2 separate regions of the Hordeum vulgare genome follow, and region 2 is linked to region 1. The links are chromatin contacts, called in public Hi-C maps. All regions are on one chromosome and are shown on one strand. The core of a region is the stretch at or near the end of the contact, and the rest is flanking DNA. Distances in the headings are between cores, read along the strand shown.

Region 1 (4,590 bases), core at 591-3,090:
CTCTGCATAACTCAGGCCTATCATCAGCATCACGTCGCCTACCATCAGGCCCTAAGTTGCACAAGTACTCCCTCGGAGTATCATTACTAAATCCACATAAGTTACAGATGAAAATTTTCCCTTGATCAACGAATCTCATGAAAGGATTTATGTATGCTTTGCAGCGAGAACACCTGACAGGGCCCATCTCTCCAAAATCCACAAGCTGGATAGCCTCCTCAGAAGGATGAGGAAGAGCAAAAGGTTGCACCATTAAAGCCAATGGCATTGCTGCTGTTGTCAAGAGATCACCTGTACATGGTATCTAATAGCACAGGGGAAAGAAGCAGTTTAGAAAGGAAAATTATGGTGACCAAAGGGGAAAACAGAATATATTGAAACAAATCGAACCTGATTCATGGTGCAACGCATCAAACGGGGGCTGCAGTTGCCGGTATCCTTCACAATAAATTCGCTTGATGCAGCCTACAATCAGCAGCAATGCTGTTAGATGAAATTAACCAGTATAGTTATTGAGAAATATCTAAATTCGCTTGATGCAGCCTAAAATCAGCAGCAATGCTGTTTGATGAAATTGACCAGTATAGTTATTATTGAGAAGCATCTGGAATCAGTATTGTCAGAGTAGACACAGATATTTCTAGTTACAAATACACATACCGGTGGAACAGCTGCTTGGCCACCTTGCCGGGTCTCAAAAATGACGACTGATGTCTCGGCAATAGGACGCGGAATCTGATTAGGATCAATATTGGATGGGGTAGAGACCTGGGCTCCAGCATGGGGAGAGTATGGCATGGTGGGGGTGGACGGCATCCCATGGCCTGGTGCATTAGGCAGCATGCCACCAGGCATTCTCACAGCTCCTGGTCGCGCCTGCCCTTGCCACCCTGGAGGCCCAAATGCTGGTGCATTAGCCCCAGGAACACCCATGAACGGTGGTGGCTGAGATGCAGGAGCAGTCTGAGCCCCAAATGGCGGAGGCTGCAATCCTGGTCTCTGTCCCCCATACTGCGGAGGCCCACCATAAGGACCCTGCTGCAAGGGCCCGGGGGCAGCCCCAAACGGGGGGATCGGCCCGCCGGAGTACGCCGGGGGAGGAACTGCCCCAGGCGGCCCGCCAAACGGCGGTGGCGGAGCTGCTGAATACGGAGCTGATTGAGCTGGTGCTACAGAAGAGCCCCCGAAAGGAGCAGGCTGCGACACCGCAGCAGGTGGGCCTCCGAACGGACGAGCCTGGGATGGCCCGGGCGGAGCTCCAAACGGCGCTCGTTGCACCTGCGCCGGCAGCACGGACGACGGACCATTGAAGGGAGATCTCTGCTGCGGCTGAAACGGCTGCGCCGCGGGTGGGCCGCCAAAGGGAGGGGACTGATGGACCGACGCCGCGGGTGGACCGCCAAAGGGAGGGGACTGCTGGACCGGCGCCGCTGGCCGGGCGTAGAGCGAGCCCGGCTGCAACGGCGGCGGCGGACTGCCAGGGAACGGGCGGGCTCCAGGAGGGGGTGCCTGCGGACCTCGGATCGACGGCGGCAAGGGGCCATCCCCTGGCGGCGGCCCGGCGGAAGCAGATGGCGGTGGAGCGCGCGAGATCTGGAGGTTGGAGAAGGAAGCCGGGAGAGTGGAGGCTGGACCCCCCGGGTTGGGGGCGGGGCTAGGGTTTTGCGGAGTGAAAGGGGGCGGCGGCCTCGACATGGGAGGCGACGGCGGCGGCGACGACGGCGAGAACAATCGATAGCGCAGATCGGGATCTGGGGAGAACACGCCGGTCTGAGTACAACGTGACTCTTCCCTCCTACTCCGTCCAGACAAAAGGAAACACTTAACCCGGACGCTAAAAATAAGGGAGGGGTCCCTTAGAAAAAACGGAGGAAGAGTGGGAACATCGGACGCAAAGCTGGCCATGTGGGCCGTATCAGCCAGACCGTCCCGCTAGAACAGCCCACCATGGGCCAGGCATGACGCACGGCCCGGGCACGCGGCAAGCCACGGGCGCGGCAAGCCACGGGCCTTACCTGGGTCTGGAGGTTATGGACGCGGACCGGCACAACGCGGCTCATTTATTCTTTTTGTTTTGATTACCTGCATGTTATATAGGCTATAAGTAGCCTAAACTGGGCCAAACATCACTTAGGGTGACGTGACTCACATGCTGACAGATCGGCTCGGTAGCACGCCATCATGGCATGACGCACGCTAAACGGGTTGTGCCTTGCACGAGACGTGCTTGGGCCGAGGTCTTATTTTTAAAATTCACAACTATTTTATATGTATGGACTATAAAACGGTCTAATAGAAGAAAAAAGCAGCTTGGCATGCCGAAAGTACATCGCCCACTTGTGCCTAGCATGCCGATGGGGCGACCCGATTAGCCGAGGGGTCGTGCCTGGGCTGCTAGGCGCAACACGTGGGCTAGCATGGCGTGACCCGTTTACTAATCATATCCATATGGGTCGTGTCGTACCACACACGATTAGCACGGGTCGGGCCGGACCGGCTTGTTTGGCCAACTCTGTGTCAGAGCAAGTTTGCTTATTTTTTAACATGAGTACAAGTTACACAAGGACCCGACAAAAAAGTTAATTTGCATATTAGTCCTTGAATTTTACACAGAAAACCCTAGATCATGAACTTATAACGCAATTTGGTTCGACAGAAAGGCATCATCGCCAGTCCAAGCCCATCGACGCCACGGACGAAACCACTTGGCGCAACCACGCCACCACTATAGAGGTTGTCGAAGGAAGGAGAAGTGAACATCAGGTTGAGACCAACATGCCTTCCCTTTCCCACGATAACCGGGAAGGAATTAAGGAGTTAACAAAGAGAAGCGCCAAAGCTCCGCACAGTCGCCATTCGGCTAGAAGATGCAGCAGCTTAACCAGTGAGGGAGTTCGGGACTAAGGGGTCCTCGGGACGCCGGTCTATCTCTATGGGCCTGACAGGTGAGCCGCTCTGTGACTACTACTAAAGGGCTGAACTATAAGACGACGCAATGTTCAGCCAGGAAACCTCCAAAGCCTTGGTGTGTGCTTGATACGCTCATTTTGCATCATGAATTACTATTGATATTTGTGTTGATCTTGTCCATTTTCCCTTATTGTCATACAATTCTTATGCTCTTTTTCTCTGAATATGCCATCGCTGAGAGGGAAATATCTGGAAGCTCGAATTCTGGACCAGGAAACCGAGAAAAAGGCAGAAAAATTAACTTGCTCCAACTGACATGAAACTTTACGGAGAATTTTTCTGGGATACTAGAGAATTCTGGGCTAAAAATATACCGAAGAGGGGCCACTGGTTGGGCACAAGCCAACAGGGCGCATCCCCCAGGTCGCGCACTCATGGCTTGTGGGGCCCCAGCTTGCCCTCTAGCAACCATCTTCTCATATGTGGTGCATTTTACCCTAGAACAAATCATAAGTTATCTTTTGGGTCGAAGCACCGCCGTCTCGAGGCGGAAACCTGGGTAGAGGCCCTTTTGCTCTCCGACACAGAGATTATGTCGGGGGAATTCCCCTTTGGGAGGGGGAAATTGAAGCCATCGTCATCACCAACTCTTCCTCCTTCATGGGATGACCAATCTTCATCAACATCTTCACCAGCACCATCTCATCTCCAACCCTAGTTCATCTCGTGTATTCAATCTATGTCTCAAAACCTTAGATTGGTACATGTGGGTTACTAGTTGTGTTGATTACATCTTGTTGTTGATGCTTGTTGGATTACTTGGTGGAAGATATTATGTTCAAATCCTTAATCGTTATTATTATACCTCTCATGTTGAACATGTTGATGAGGTGTGAGTAGTTACTATTGTTCCGGACATGGGAGAAGTCTTGTTATAAGTAATCATATAAAGTTGGTATTCGTTCGATATTTTGATGATATGTATGTTGTTACTTCCTTTAGCGGTGTCATGTGAATGTCGACTACATGGCACTTCACCATGTTATGGGCCTAAAGGAAGTCATTGTGGAGTAACAAGTAGATGATGGGTTGCGAGAGTGATAGAATTTTAAACCCGGTTTATGTGTTGCTTCATGTGGGGTGATTTGGATCCACATGTCTCATGATATGCTTAGATTCATCTTAATTCTTCTTTTGTAGTTGCGCGGTCTTGAAAGAGGGGTTAATCATAAGTAGGTTGTTAGTTCAAGTAAGAACAACATCTTAACACCGTTCGACCCAAATATGAAATTATCAAAGTAGCGAACGCGAATCAACTCAATATGATGAACACGATTCTCTTAAAAACATGATGAACATGACTAGACAAAAATTCTCATCTGTCCTCGGGAGCGCTTGTTTTATATAAGAGTACTTTCAGGCATGTCCTTTGCTATAAAAAGGATTGGGCTACCTTGCTGCACCTTTGCTACTATTGTTACTTGACACTTGTTACGAATTATGTTGCTACAAAACTATCAAACATTGTTACTTACAACACTTGCAGAGAATACCTTGCTGACAACTGCTTATCATTTCCTTCTGATCCTCGTTGGGTTCGACAATCTTAGTTATTGAAAGGACTACAATTGATCCCCTATACTTGTAGGTCATCAAGAATTTTTTCTGGCGTTGTTGTCG
Region 2 (4,590 bases), core at 1,565-4,064, 810 kb after region 1:
TAAACACGGATTGAATGCGCAATAGTATGTGAGAAGGAAAAAATGCTTATCGACATTGCCGAGTTTGCCGATGAAGGGGGCGAAGGTCAACTTGTTGTTCTCCGACCTGCCGAACGCCGCTGCCGTCGTCGGTGAGAATGGGGAGAGGGGAGGGAGGAGAGCGGTGAGGGAAGGTGAGGATAATAACTTCCGACGTTTCGACCATGGCTCCTCGCGTGCAGCCCCCGCTGCCCACGTGCATCGCACGGGCCTGACTCTGAAGAAACTGTCGATTCAGACGTAGCTCTCGGCCTGGCTCAGAGGTGTTTTAAAGTCTGTACGATGCAAGCCGAACAATGTATGCTGGCAATCAATCAACATATTTTCTACTTCCTTCCCACGCGGGTCTTATTTAACCTTATATAGACAACCAAACACACGTAAATTATGAGAAAATTGACTATTTACCACTTTTAATACGGGGCTTCGCAAAATTGCCACTCTCAAGATTGTCTTTCTAAAAATGCCACCCAGCTCGTGTACACTTTGATGATCATGCCATTTTCCATTTTCACGTTGCTTTTCTTTTACTATTTCATTTTCTGGCACCTCAGAAGACGAAAGTACCCCTGATGCTATATATCTTATCTCAAGCGTTTGTGGACAGGTTGGATCCGATTGTTCTGAAGCTAGCTCGTCCTTGCCGTGAGTGTTGCTCGCCGCCGTCACTGTTGCTCGCCGCAGTACGTAGCCGATGTCTGCACAAGCCACCACAACTCTCCACTCTAGCTTGCCCACGCATGTATGGGCAAGCATAGCGACCTGCAGGTGCAAACCAACACCCGCTTGCCGCACAGCTCGGCCTCACCTTACCGATGCCTGCCTTGCAGGTCGCCGTCGGTGCTCGTCCACGTCTGCACGCGCCGGTGCAGATCACCATCGCCTCGCGGATGCTCGTGCGAGCCAGCACAGCTTGCCGCGGATGCTCGCCCAGGCCTGCACGCGACAGCACAGCTCACCCTCCGCTGGTCGTGTTGGCGCAGCTCGCCTCATGACATGCTAGAAAAGTGTTCTAGTAGCGAGGCCAACGCTGAACATCAGCACCAGCGGCGTGATGGGAGTAGCCGCTGGAGATGATGTATGCGTGTGCAGGTCTTAAAGATGTTGAATGCAAGTTAACATGTACGTCATGTTTGCTATAATCTGCACTTCATCTTGGATTGCAATCTGGCAATTACATCATGAATAGCATGACATGTTTAGTTTCATGGTGAGGAACAACTGAGCGACAATTCGACAGATGAATAATGCCGCAAATTAGTCCATAATCCACTTGCTGCACTATGTTCTGAACTTCTCATGCACTAGTTGTAGCTTATTCAAAGATAGACATCCAGCGATGGACGCAAGACGTTCAGGCGATATCCGATCAGGTATGGGGCAAGCACAATATTCTCAGCTGGCAACATGCACTCGTCAAGTTCAAGTGCTGATTTGATGCCCGATTACTTGTAGATAGCATCAGGGGTACTTTGGTCCTTTTAGGTGCTAGATAATGGAAAAGAAAAAGGAAAGCAATTAGAAAGGAAAAAATGGCAGGGTAATCAAAGTGTATACAAGCTGGGTGGCATTTTTACGAAGCCAATTTTGAGAGTGGCAATTTTACGAAGCCCTATATTAAAAGTGGCAAATAGACAATTTTCTCGGTAAATTATGCGCCCCCGCATGCGTCTGTGGATCCGAATGTGTTTCACGGGATCCAGGACGACCTGTCGTCATGAATGAGCAGAGCTGCGGGCGTCGTGCCATGCCATGCCAATGCCATGGGCGGAGCCTGCCTGCCTGCTGACGCACCGGGATTGAATGGCGACCGACCCAACTGCATGGGAATAAATGGCTTCTTATCACCCCCAACGGCTACCTGGTACTCCCAGTACACTATTCACTCCAGGTGATTCGCCATGCCGCTCTTGCCATCCTCTTCCATGTCGACATAGGAGAATGAACAAAATCAACTAGGACGTGTGTGCCTGTCATCCGTGATAACTGATAAGCTAGGGCGTGGTCATCTTCCAAGTAACCTCGCCTGTTTCTGGTCCCGTAGCCGGAAGTGGTTGCTCGTGCTGGATTGCTGCATGTTGTCGGCCACAAGACAGCCCCCATCGGTCCCTCTATATTTCCGTCGACGGCGAAATAGATAGCGGCCGGCGACCCGGTTAGGAAAACTGCAACCAGACCGGCGGATAAACAAGTTCTTTGTCTCAGCTGCAAGGATGCTATTGTTTTGACGCACTAGAAGAATATCGACCCTGGATGTTGATGTTGACTGCAAGCTGCAATAGTAGTATCGACTTGATTGCTTTGGAAAAAACGGGGAAATTGTTGACATACTATTACTACCATAGAATCGAAATTTACTGTAGCATGGACAAAAACATCACTCCATGCCACAACGAAATCGCCTATGCATTGGCGTCGCAGACGGTAAATAATTGGACACGTTGCAACATTTACGATGTTCGACTCAAAAGATGGTCTAGATTCGTCACCTCGGCACAACATGTGCCATATACATCCTCCAAAATCACAAATAACGGTTCAATTAAGAGATCATATCAGTGCAGGACCGCCGAATTTATCATCCGTTTCTTTCGCAGGAAAAAAAAAGAATCTATCATCTGTTTAACTCAGCATATCTTGAGGAAAAGGAAACAATGGAATTTCCAGACCTAAACCCGCAACAACCTACGAACTAAAAATCCGCGCTGTTTCCACGTCAGGGGCGGAAAGGCTGCGTGCCCCCGGTATATATCCCCCCAACTCTCGACCCAAGAACCCAGCCCACCTCTCTCTCCCTCCTCCCTCGTCTCTCCCAATTCCGGCCGCTCCCGAGGTCCTCGCGGCAATGGCGGGCTCCTGGCGAGCTGCGGCGCTGGCGGTGTCCATGGTTTGGTGGGCCGCCAGCAGCTGCGTGCTCGGGTTCCCGGAGGAAGACTTGGTGGCGCGGCTGCCCGGGCAGCCCACCGTGGGGTTCAGGCAGTTCGCCGGGTACGTGGACGTCGACGTCAAGGCCGGGAGGAGCCTCTTCTACTACTTCGCGGAGGCGCAGGACCACGCCGCCGGCAAGCCGCTCACGCTCTGGCTCAACGGAGGTCAGTACCTACTGCTGCTGCGCACTCTGCTCCCCAGTTATTGCTGCTTCTGCTGTTTCTTTGGCCAGTTTGCTGAACATCTGGATTATGTTTTGCTTTGCTGGTTTAGAATTATGTTCGCATCTGGATTTTCTTGCTGGGCTCGAGAGGCAAGCAACAGTGGCATGCACTGCCGTTTGATAGAAAAAAGAAAATGCGTTCCTTCTGTTTGGACCAGTGGTTGATTAGCTCGCGACTTTAGCGGTTGGGAGTTAGGATGACGCAGGGATTTCTACATGATATGCATTCCATCTGGATTTCCTTTTACGGTGGAAACTACTCCCTCCGTCTCAAAATAAATGTCTTAAGCTTAGTACAATTTTCTACTATCGATAGTACAAAGTTGTGATAGTTATTTTGGGACAGAGGGAGTAGTAAAAGTTGCACGTCTAACAAACATACATTGTTTCTAACATCCGGAGATTTGAAATTTAGACTATGTAGTTGGGGGGGTTTCACCGAAAATAAATAAAATGATGTTGGAATTGTCCTGGCTAATAGTAGTAGCACTGTTCGATTAGTGGCCTGATGACTGGAGCAATGAAGTTAATCTACCATCCTATACTACACATTTCCTTGTACTACCTTTCTTGCACGTTCAGTGCTCGTTCGCCCATCGGGGGTCATATGATGACAGGTGGTGTTTCCTGAACTGGAAACACAGACAACTTCCTCCCATTCGCTAGTCGTCATCTGCTCCACACCCGCCAAGGAGAAAATAAATCAGTTTTGCGAGCAGAAACATGGTATCTTTGAGGTCACCATGTTCCCTTGGAGCCTTGCCTCATTGGGCTCTGCGTGTTGTGGTCCTTGAGGATTTTTAAAAGAAGCGAGGCATCATATTTTTGCTCTCATTCCACACACACCACACACACACACACACACACACACACACACACAAAAGAGGCCAAGAGGGTGCTTCTTTTCTTTGATGTAACAGTGCCTTGCTACACTGATGTACTCCCCTCCTTTACTAAATATAAGACCTTTTCGGAATTCTAAGACAGACTGTATACAATATAAAATAAATGAATCTACGCTCTAAAATACTTCTATACACATCAATATGTAGTCTATATTAATATCTCTAAAAGGTCCTTATATTTAGAAACAGAGGGAGTAGGTTGCTGCAAAATCTCAGCTCAGTACTACCACATATGGAATGTGATTACTAACTGTATGCTGCTGCAAAATTTCACTGATCTTCAGGTCCTGGCTGTTCTTCCGTTGGAGGTGGCGCGTTTACAGAGCTCGGCCCGTTTTATCCCAGAGGAGATGGTAGAGGCCTCAGATTAAACAAGAAGTCGTGGAATAAAGGTTTGAGCTTTTGGCAACCATCTATCTGATCACATGTTTCAGTGAAAGAAAGTGTACATCTTACTAACTCTTAGTTGCGTTATCTTTCATACTAATTTGCAGT

The links. A called contact is a pair of places that touch in the nucleus more often than the background predicts.
Region 2: a Hi-C map of seedling shows a contact between it and region 1, with 2.3 times the contacts expected there. The contact joins the promoter of LOC123447884 here to the promoter of LOC123447882 in region 1. A contact is called at or near these places in 1 of 6 Hi-C or Micro-C datasets (seedling) and 1 of 1 datasets of contacts at active chromatin or transcription factors (embryo).

The regions. Positions count from the first base shown.
Region 1 is chr4H:61,871,931-61,876,520 of MorexV3_pseudomolecules_assembly, forward strand. It overlaps LOC123447882 (protein transport protein Sec24-like CEF), which reads right to left and starts at 1,841. Exons shown (of 3, transcript XM_045124594.1): 1 at 661-1,841; 2 at 391-465; 3 at 1-304. The coding sequence starts at 1,695.
Region 2 is chr4H:62,680,694-62,685,283 of MorexV3_pseudomolecules_assembly, forward strand. It overlaps LOC123447884 (serine carboxypeptidase-like 42), which reads left to right and starts at 2,815. Exons shown (of 10, transcript XM_045124598.1): 1 at 2,815-3,131; 2 at 4,380-4,487; 3 at 4,590. The coding sequence starts at 2,885. It overlaps LOC123451204, which reads left to right and starts at 557. Exons shown (of 2, transcript XM_045128212.1): 1 at 557-722; 2 at 870-1,445. The coding sequence starts at 612. The coding sequence ends at 1,034.